2 separate regions of the Rattus norvegicus genome follow, and region 2 is linked to region 1. A link is a contact called in public HiChIP or PLAC-seq data. All regions are on one chromosome and are shown on one strand. The core of a region is the stretch at or near the end of the contact, and the rest is flanking DNA. Distances in the headings are between cores, read along the strand shown.

Region 1 (5,001 bases), core at 1,748-4,247:
TGGACATCTTCCAAAGTACCCGGGCTGAACTTTGCCTGCAACGGGTCCACGACCCCATACCTGTGGATGATCTTACTTCCTACTTGATTCCTCGGCATTAAGAGAATCCCACTTAAGCTAGAGATGAGTGGATTGCGCTTTTTTCTTGCTAACAAATGTAAAGGAAGTCAGTGTCTTCAACATCATATTAGTAACCACTAGTCTTTCATTTCATGTAACATACGGTACTTCTCTCCTTCAAACCCAAGAGCCAACAATCAGTCATTGGTTTGTTTGTTTATGTCTGAGAAAAATCACAATACATTGTATGTATTATGAAACTATCAAAAATAAAACATAACAAGAAAAAAGAAAATTATAAAAACATCTTTGTGAATTCACATTGATTGTGGAATTCATTCCCTGCCATCCCTATACTTTAAGAAGACAGAACAGTTATAAGAAATACAATTATAGGTAGGAAGACAGGCTCAGTCTGGTAAAGTACTCGCCATGAAAGTGTGAGGATGGAAGATCAAATCCCCAACCCACAGAGAAGCCAGGCACAGTAGCACACAACAGTAATGCCATTGCTCTTAGGACAGGATGGGAGGTCAGACATTAGGATACCCAGAAGCCCATGGGTCATTGCGGCATTACTCGGCAGTGAACAACAAAGTGAGACCTTGTCCCAGATAGTTGAAAGGTAAGGACAGGCAACCAAGGCCATTCTCTGACCTGTGTGCATACACATCACACACATGACCTTACCCAGACATGTATATGTGATGTACACATATATCCACACATATCACAATGTAGCTCAGATGATGAGTGCTTTCTACAGATATCATAAACAAGGACTAGTCTCCTAAATTCCTAAGGAAATATCAAAGTCATGTTTTTTAGTCAGGTTGAGAGAAATTTATACTTTATTTAGTAAGGCTTTAGAATGCATTATCCTTGAAAATAGATCAATGTGACATATAAACAGATTTTAAAATAAAATAATAGATTCCTGAACAAGTTAGAGATACATTAAGAAGTTAGGGATGGCACCCTTGATTTTGGAGGTCATAGAAAATAATTATAATTTCCAGTCAACTACAATTACATTTAGGATTATAGGCCTTGGTGCTTCTATTAGAAAGTGAATATATACAAAATTATAAGGATGATTTGCCTGAGATGTTTTGAAGTACTTTCATATGGACTGTGGATGTAGTTTATTGGCAGGTTGTAGTGATAACTCTGGAATTCTGGTTTCTTTAAAAACCAGAGAAATATAAGAACGTGCTTTGGTTTTAATCTCAGATGTAGGGATGTGGGGCTGCTTCTGACTGCGGCAGCTGACTATGATTTGTCTTGCGTTCTAGCAGATGTGTGGTTTTGCCAGCTGCAGGTAGTTTTGCAATTATGTGACTTTGGAATTCTGTGAAATTTTCAGAGGTTATATAGATGCAACCACCACCACCACCACAACCACCACCACCACCACCCTCATCACCCCGCCCCTGGTGTTGGTGGTTGGTTGTCTTCTAGAGAGGCTGGTTGTAGTTTGTTTGTAACTGTGATCTAAGAAGAAACAAAAGGAAAGAAATTAGATTCTGGGATCTCTCTCCCTCTCTCCTATCCTTTCTCTCCATCGGAGTGACACATGGGGGCGGATAAAGGATAGGAAAAAGAAAAACCCACAATGAAGCAACTCCAGCTGTAGTAGGTCACTTGTCTAGTTTTTGTAAGGCCCTAGGCTTAACCCCAGTACTGGAGGAACGGTAACAGCCAGACTATGGACATTGGTGGGGTGTGCTGTGCTAACAATTCCAGCATTCACTGGTTGCTGGTGGTACATGCCTTTAATCTCAGCAGTCCAGAGGCAGAAGCCAGCCTGGTTTTGGTTTTCAGAGCAGGTTCCAGGAAAACCAGAGTTACACAGAGAAAACCCAAGTAGAGAAACCCTGTGTAGAAAAAACCAGAACCAAAAAACCAAACCAACCCCCATAACCAAACCAAACCAAACCAAACCAAATCCCAATAAGCCCAGTCTGGAAAAGGCTGAGCCAGGAGGATAGTGAACTCCGAGTTTGAGGTCAGCCTGCATTACACTGTGAGGTGAAACCCTACCACTGCTAACAGCAAGGCCCCATCTCCAGTGCAGAGGCTCCTAAAGTGAACAAGACCCTCAGTTTCTTCCTCAGCAGCAAAAAAATAAACATAGAAATAGCATACCCGGTAAAGGCTGGTGTGCAGTTTCTCCCATGGAAGAGAGCCTTACAGTCCTGGTACTCTTAGAGTTTCCAGGACCCTATGGGTCCTCTGATGGTACTGAAACTCCAAACAACACAAAACATTTTGAAACCACGTTAAGACTAAGCTGGTCATCTGCTTCTCCCCACCCCTCCTGTTTCCATGATTCCCCCATTGATTTCCTTTTCTCAGATTATTCCTCCAGGATTTGATACCAAAGCATGAAGTACAGAGTAAGATATTTCTTTGGCTTTTCGCTTTCCAACGTCGGGCGGAGTATCTGGGGTGGGGGTGGGGTGTTTAATGCAGAATGGAGCTCTTGCAATCCCCAGGATTCCACTGAGGACTTTTGACAGAGGGAAGGAGGAGAACTCAGGGGACTCAAGACACAGATGGCTGCAAACGACGCCTTCTGGGGCTTGTCTCGCAATAAAGGCAAAACCCCGGGGAAGGGTGATAGCCAGACCTCTTTAGGTCTGTGTACCTGAGAACGGAGGGGCCTGGCCTTCCTTTGTTTCCACCCAGGAATGGTGGATAGATACCAGCTCTGTGCAGAAGAGAAGGCCTAGGACTTCTTAGCTTGGGTTTGGATGGAACAACTGAGTCTGGGAAGGGCACAGTGCTGCCAGCTTAGAGATCTGCATCATCCACTTCCCCTTACCAGAAAGCAATACATCTCCCTTGTGCTTGAGTGCGATCTTAAAGGGAGCTGCCTTGGGTGGCATCACATGGTTGGTACAGACCAACCAGAAGTAGTTGCATGACCGCTGTGCCCCCTAGAGGGCCTTGGCCGTATCTGTTTGCTGAACGCATTGTGTTGAGGATGTGACTAGATCACCATTAGGGCTGGGACCATGAGGAAAATCCGGCAGACTTCAACATGTCTTTAGTGCTGACACTGAAAAGCCAGCAGGATTCAGGGAGTGCAGATGTCCAAAGATGACTTTCAGACCGAGATGCCACTGTTGCTCTCCAAGTTCTGGCTGGGGAAATTCCACACCCAACTTAGGACAACAAGGCTGAGAAAGGACGTAAAAATCAATTGCTAGATATGTAAGCTGCCGCTTCTCCACAAAGAATGCTTCGTGGGCTTAGCCCACTGTCTGCCCAAAGTAACATCTCAAAGAGTTGTCTCCTCTTTAGTAGTAGTGGTTTAATCATAACGGAGTAGAGGGAGGGTCTAGGAACGGCACAGACCTTCAGCCATGCGGAAGCTTCTGCATTCCAAGTCTTAACTCCCCACTCTCAGTTGGAAAACTTTCCATGTGTTTGGGGCTAATGAGCTACAGTGCTCCGTAATACATTTGTAACGACATCTCATGGTTTACTTGATTTTATTTAACTTGTTTTGAAAATGAAAGCTGCAGGTGGGCACACATGTGCTTTTTGTTACGGTCGTTCTTTCTATGATTCGAGAAGTCGAGACTGAGAATTATATGTTTCAGCCTTTTTGTTCATGATAGTGGCTTTATTCTGTGCACAGGGAACAAGGTTTGGCTCACAATAAAGCAAGCCCGCGAGAGAGAACACTTTAAGACAGACTTGCATTGTACTTTGCAGTAGAGTACAAATAAAGACACCAACAGAAGCCATTCAAACTCCTGTTCAAGTATTTTCTAAATTATTGGTCTCTCTGCAAGAACATTTTCCTCTGATATAAACAGTGCCCATGAATAGGATGAGTGTTTGAACAGAACAAAAGTACCAGGTTTCTTCCTGTTACCCAAACAGCCATAAACACCAATGGTACAGCACCCTACCCAGCAACTCACATCTCACAATGGGGCTCATGCAGCGGGGCTGAGACATTCAGTTCTCGGCTAACACGAGTGTCCAGTCCCAGCTGGGGAGACACCAACAGCCAAAATGAACAGTTGCAAAAAAAAAAAAAAAAGCCATTGAAGGGAAAGGGAGAGGCTTCCTGACCCTCCGAAGCCACCGTTGAATGCAACAGAACTACATCTGGATGAGAGGATGAATCATGTCATTGTCTTAGTAGCTGAGCACACAGGTTTTCCTATCCTTCTTGCTTCTGCAAGCTATTCCCAAAGATGCTGTCTTACTGATTTATTTTATCAGGGCTGCTTGTAGCTATACATGTCAGTGTCGATGTGGGAGTAAAACTACACACACACACACACACACACACACACACACACACACACACCTAAAGAAAGGCTACAAACAAAAACAGAAAATGCTAAGTAATTCTGAAACAGTAGAAAAAGCAGAAATTATTCCTCTAATGTTTAAGTGAGAAGGGTTGAGCATAGATTTAAAACTATAATACACATGGAGGCTTAACCACAGAAGGCTTTGTGAGTGAGATGCATGACGGGTGTGTCTGGTTCCTGATTGATGGTGGCTATCGCCTCTTTTTGACTACAATTCATGAAAAGAAATTTATTTTCTGTTGAGATCTAGTGCTTGATTTAATTGGGCAAAACCCAAAAGATTCACAAAATAATTACTGAATAACCTGTTCGTTCCCTTCCTGCTCAGGCTGTCAGTGTGCTGGCTGTTACATTTTCCTTCACAGAAAGAACACTACAAGGACATAGTTGGTGATGCTCAAGCCACAGGCATTTTAAAGTGACATAAGTGAAATATCCAAGTGCCCCACCCCAACCCTAGCCTTGGCTATCCCTCCTATCAGAATCGAAATTCCTCTGTAGCTGACAATTTTATTTCTGGGCTTTTCTAGGTGTAGAGCCTACCACACCATATAAATGACTACTAGCTTTCTTATGAGCCACCCCCCCCAATCTGTCTATT
Region 2 (5,001 bases), core at 799-3,298, 190 kb after region 1:
ATCTCTCAGAATCCAAGAAGGAATCAAGGACCTTCCAATGCTTTAAGAGAGAGAGAGAGAGAGGCCAGATGTGTGCTGCAGAGAACCCATGGTATTTCAAAAGCATAACGAGTTCTTTCTGACACTAACGTAGGTCCTATTGGCACTGAAGGACCAAAGAAGGGTTGAAGACAGACGTAGGAAGCTAGCATCCTTACACATGCTGGTAGAAGTCCAGCAGCTCAGTCTCTGACAGACCAAGGGTGGTACTACAGACCATGTCTCCTCCTACTTCCAACGTTCATTTTGTGAAATACAGCTATGTGGTGACTAGCACTTATAACCGACCTGACTTGTAGCTTATGAGATTTGGATCCAGACCAGCCATAAACCCATGGCTCTTTCCCCAGGCCCCAGCAGCCAGTTGTTTAAAATTTTTTATTCTGACCCCTTTGATGGAAGGGAACGAGACCAGGAGGTAGGTTTCTTCTTTTCCCCAGATCTCCCTGCACCAGCCAAAACAATTGCTGTCACCTTAAAAGCCTAGCTTGAACACTCGGGAGAAGTGTTGCCAAGGACATACAGATTTCCTGGATCATTTTCAATTACTGAGGGGAAGGTGCCAGTTGTTAAAGAAAACTGAAAAATACCCACAAAGGCTGGGAGATCTTTTCATTCCCTGCTCTTTAGGTAATTTGTTCTGATTACAACTATTTCAAAAGACAAGATTACACACCAGGGAAGCGCGGAGATGAAGAAAGGGAAAACTGTCTCCTGCTGAGGCTGCATCAAGCTCAGCTCTGTGTTTGGCAGCAAAGGCCAAATTCTCTTTCCACACTAATGAAACCTTGTTAGCTGTGAACACTGGAGCCGGACTGCGCTAGCGAGAAGAGATGCTGGGCAGAGGGGAGAGGAGGGGGGAAAGAGGAGAGGAGGGGGAAAGAGGGGAGAGGAGGGGGAAAGAGGAGAGGGGTGGGGGCAGAGGGGAGAGGAGGGGGGAAAGAGGAGAGGGGGTGGGGGCAGAGGGGAGAGGGGAGAGGGGTGGGAGAATAAAGGAGAGGGGTAGAGGGGAGAGGGGAGAGTGGCATTTGGAGATTGTTGTTATTTTTAATCTTTCTTCTTAAAGAACAGTAACTCAAACATTTACTAAAAATAAAACTTTTACCATTACATGAGATGAAGAAAAAACGAAGTTGAAACTCAACCTCGCATGAACCAAGATTGCAAAGTGGTAGACTTAAATATTTGTGTTTTCAAACTTTCTCTACCCCATCTCGTATTCATGTTGCCAGTTTTCTTTAAATGTCTCCAAGTCACTCCTCCTACTGAGGTGGTATTTTCATGGTAGGCTAAGGGTGGGCATTTTGTTTATAACGGGTACCTGGTTCTTACAAATCCTGTAAGACGTAGCAGACAAACGACCTACCAGCGGCCAAGGGCAAAACAGCCTGTCTGTGCGTTGAACAGATCTGGGCTCCATAATGACCAGTACCAACAAGAGACAAGCATCCTTGGTCAGAAATGTACGCAGTAACATGATTGGCCCCGCCCCGGTATCCTTGCCTTGGCATAATAACCACAGCATGGAAAACATCTGGAGCAAGCCACTCTTCTTGGATCTCTGTTAAAGACGGAGGCAGGAAGCCCAGCTCACACCCGAGCTAGGTGACCATTTCTATCAGTGATTACAAGAGACTTAAAGCAAGAAGAACTCCTATGCAAAATTAAGTAATTTCACACCCGGAAGCCCAGGATCCAGCTGACCCACCGCCAAAAAGAAAGTTCTAGAGCTAGAAAGGTTTAAAAAAAAAAAAAAAGGCATGGTCACAGAACAAACAGCTTTTCCCTCTGGGGAAACATGCATAGATATGCGGCAAATTGTCTGTGAAGCCTCTAAAATTCTACATAGCTCTACACTCACTGAGCACGTAAATAGGTCTTACATGGGAATTGTGTAGGCAGCTCAGGAAGCATACCAGCGTCTACAAGCGTGCCATTGTTCATTTGATTCTTGCCCCTTGTGTTTTCTGTCCAATTATCTAACTGCGATTCGGTTGAGGAGTGGCACTCATGTGCAAGTGTCTGCTTGCTTGCTTATATAAAAAGGCAGAACGGGCCCAACCTTATCATTTTAAAGTTAAAAAAAAAAAAGTAATTGGAGAAGTTTTTCAGAATCGCCAGTACCAGGACTCTGTATTTTACAAGGGAGGCATCCAAGTGAAACTAAGGTGTCTTTCATCCTGGCCTTGCTACAGCCAAAGCTGGATCCCAGGAGGGAGCATTGACCCCAGCTGCAAGCTGTCGCGGGTGGGGATGGGAGTGCGACAGAAAGATTCACAGATGAAGAAACAGCGTCACCTAGTGGCAATTTATCACAGCGTCACCTAGTGGCAGTGAATCAGTCTCCAAGCCATCTTGGGATACAAAAACCCTCTCTTTCCTGTGCCCTAATTTTCTAAGACAACTAATATTTCAGAATGTTTTTCTCTTCCCTGGCTTTGCAAAGCTCAAGGATCTTCAAGTGGGATGCCACCCAAAAACCCCGTTGCCTAACGCAGTTCCCAGCCTCTGATGCCACTTTCCAGGGTCAACTCCGAAACTGTCTACCTCAAGGACAACTCCAATTCAGATATTGACTTCTGTATGCATCTGGCTTCAAGTGTCCAGCAAAATAACTCTTTTAGCTGTGATTTCAGGCCTTTTATCAGAGAGTGGTCAATTCAAGGCTATTTGTTGTGTGTGCAGCATCTAGATTCTGCTTTTGCTCAGATGCTTGACCCTGAGAGAGATTTTTTTTTTTCTCATTCCTCTTCCCTAGTCAGGTCTGACTTTGAAGCTAGTCCAGGCACTTCCCAGGATGGTGCCATGAGCAAACCTGCAGCTGTGACTTGGTCAAGTTCATTATTAACACAACTTTCTTGTTCTCAGGTGTTTACCACTCTCGCTATGTTTGAGAGGCCAGACTTGTTCACACATCAGGACCCTAACTTTGGTGATAGAAAAACAAAGCAAAATACGGAACAAAGAATGATCTTATTTGTTAAAGGCTCTGATATTATTGGTAAGCACAAAGAAAATGGGAAGTAGTATCTTGCTGAAGCTAGACAAAGATTGTCCAAAGAGGAGACACTTGATTTAACTTTCGAAGGTTGAGAGCCCCTTAGTTTTTTGGGGGGAGGGGAGTGAGGGGGGGTTATTGCTGTTATTGTTTTTAAGTATGTGCAGTATCCCCAGTCAGTTGGGGAACAGGAAGCCCAGAGTCAAGAGAATTCACTAAGAGTATTGTGTAGAACATCCACAATCTTCTGTCATCTTCTCAAAGTTCACCTGTACACACAAATGATCACCACAGTGGGCTTGTTGACTCTTGACCATCCCTCATGGAAGGTTGTTCAAGGATGGTCACAGGACCATCGCCCAAGTATCCAGCAACTCCTCCCAATTAGGCTCTAATTGCACAGGACATCAAGGAAGAGCTAGACGTTCATAGACTGGGAAGGGCTCCCATCTATAGCCAAGGGGGCTGTTACCATTCATGTTGGGTACAGATATCCCAGTGTGGGAGTTTGAAGGCTGTACACGATCTTGTCCACAAACTCCACTGTTCTGTCAGTAAGCCTAACAAATTCACAGATTACCCCAGAGTCGATTTGTGGTGGATTCATACCTCCCTGTGTCCTTTGGACCTTTGTGGGAAGGGTAGACATTGTTTATATCTCCCAAAGAGAAGAAATTTGAGAAGCACTGAGAAAGGAACAAGAGGCCAGGAAGAAGCCAGAAGGGAAATGAGACAGAAAAGCAATTTAAAACCACAGTAGGAAGATGCTGAGATGGTGTTCGGAAGAACTTGGCCTTAGTGTACAATTAGATTCCACCAAATTATGCACCACAGCAAAAAGACTCCAAGCAGGACTGCAGAAAACACAACACTTTACTCACCCTCACCCTTTAGAGCTACTTCTACCTCAAAATGGTCCCTTCATTTAATAGCCAGAAAAACAGGAGCCCCGAAGAAATTGTCAGGGTTGAGATGAGGACTTTGGGTACATCAGGTCCATTTATTTTTTTCTAATTAAGAATAGTTAGGTAAAACAGGAAATATTTTTAGAAGAGTTAAGTAATTTCAAGCCAGGAACTTCCTATTGTCACTCAGTTTTGTCCTTGTTTATCTGCTGAAAATACACTTGCATATTCACATTGTCCGCTGTAAAGTTCTGACTCTGTTGGCTTTGCAAAAGCCAACATTAGTGTCAAAGATAGTCAGTGGGCAACATTCAAATATAACTGTAAGAGGAGCTCAGTACAACTACAGTTATATTCGACAGGGTCGTCATGAAGCTCCTTATTTTGTATGCTAACTGAAGAATTAATTTAAATTTGTTTAATAAGACCACCATGACTAATCCTAACGGTGGTCTAGAAACCATTATTTCTTTGTAAATCAACACTGTCTTTCTGCAGTGCTCATACAATTAGAATATTTGCTCTCTAAAATCTTGACAAAAAGGACAGCTCTATCACTCCTGCTATGTCAAGTCTCACAAAGCTCTACCCTGAGTCCCGTGACTGCCAATACCTAATGCAAAACGTGTGTCTGGGCTGACATTTTTCTTTAAATGAAAACCAGACATTTCTCACAATGCTAAAAGCTAAAGTCCTGGGATACCACACATTGGCTGATGCTCTTACTGCAGTATTTTATGTTGAGGTGAGCATTCCAATCATCGGATGAACACGCGGTGGGTCAGGGAACAGGACGGGCTGTCATGACTCTGAAGCTGCCAGACCACAAACTATAATAAGACTTGTACAGGTTCTCCTGTGCCTAGCTGGAGACAGCTGGCACACTAGAATGTCTCATTTCTAAATTCTCCTAGAAGTGCGGCAGCATGGACTAGCCACTGGGAGGTGAAAATGCCCTGAGGTCTGATTGACATCTCCAACTTCCTGCTTTCCAGCAGCCAGCTCCCCTGGCTTGCTGCCCTTCTTGGAATTGTCTCCAGACACGGTGCAGCTTATGGA

What was found. HiChIP or PLAC-seq counts read pairs in DNA pulled down with a chosen protein or histone mark.
Region 2: an H3K27ac HiChIP or PLAC-seq map of oligodendrocytes shows a contact between it and region 1, with 12 times the contacts expected there. The contact joins two enhancer-like sites. A contact is called at or near these places in 1 of 12 Hi-C or Micro-C datasets (frontal cortex) and 1 of 1 datasets of contacts at active chromatin or transcription factors (oligodendrocytes).

What each region holds. Positions count from the first base shown.
Region 1 is chr1:25,154,479-25,159,479 of GRCr8, forward strand. All of the region lies in intron 2 of 1700020N01Rikl (RIKEN cDNA 1700020N01 gene like), which reads right to left. Among named protein-coding and RNA genes, the nearest start is that of 1700020N01Rikl, 57 kb to the right of the region's middle. Within about 2 kb of position 2,998, at least 42 of the 93 cell types and tissues checked have an H3K27ac peak or open chromatin away from gene starts, as enhancers often do.
Region 2 is chr1:25,342,818-25,347,818 of GRCr8, forward strand. No RefSeq gene overlaps it. Among named protein-coding and RNA genes, the nearest start is that of 1700020N01Rikl, 130 kb to the left of the region's middle. Within about 2 kb of position 2,049, at least 14 of the 93 cell types and tissues checked have an H3K27ac peak or open chromatin away from gene starts, as enhancers often do.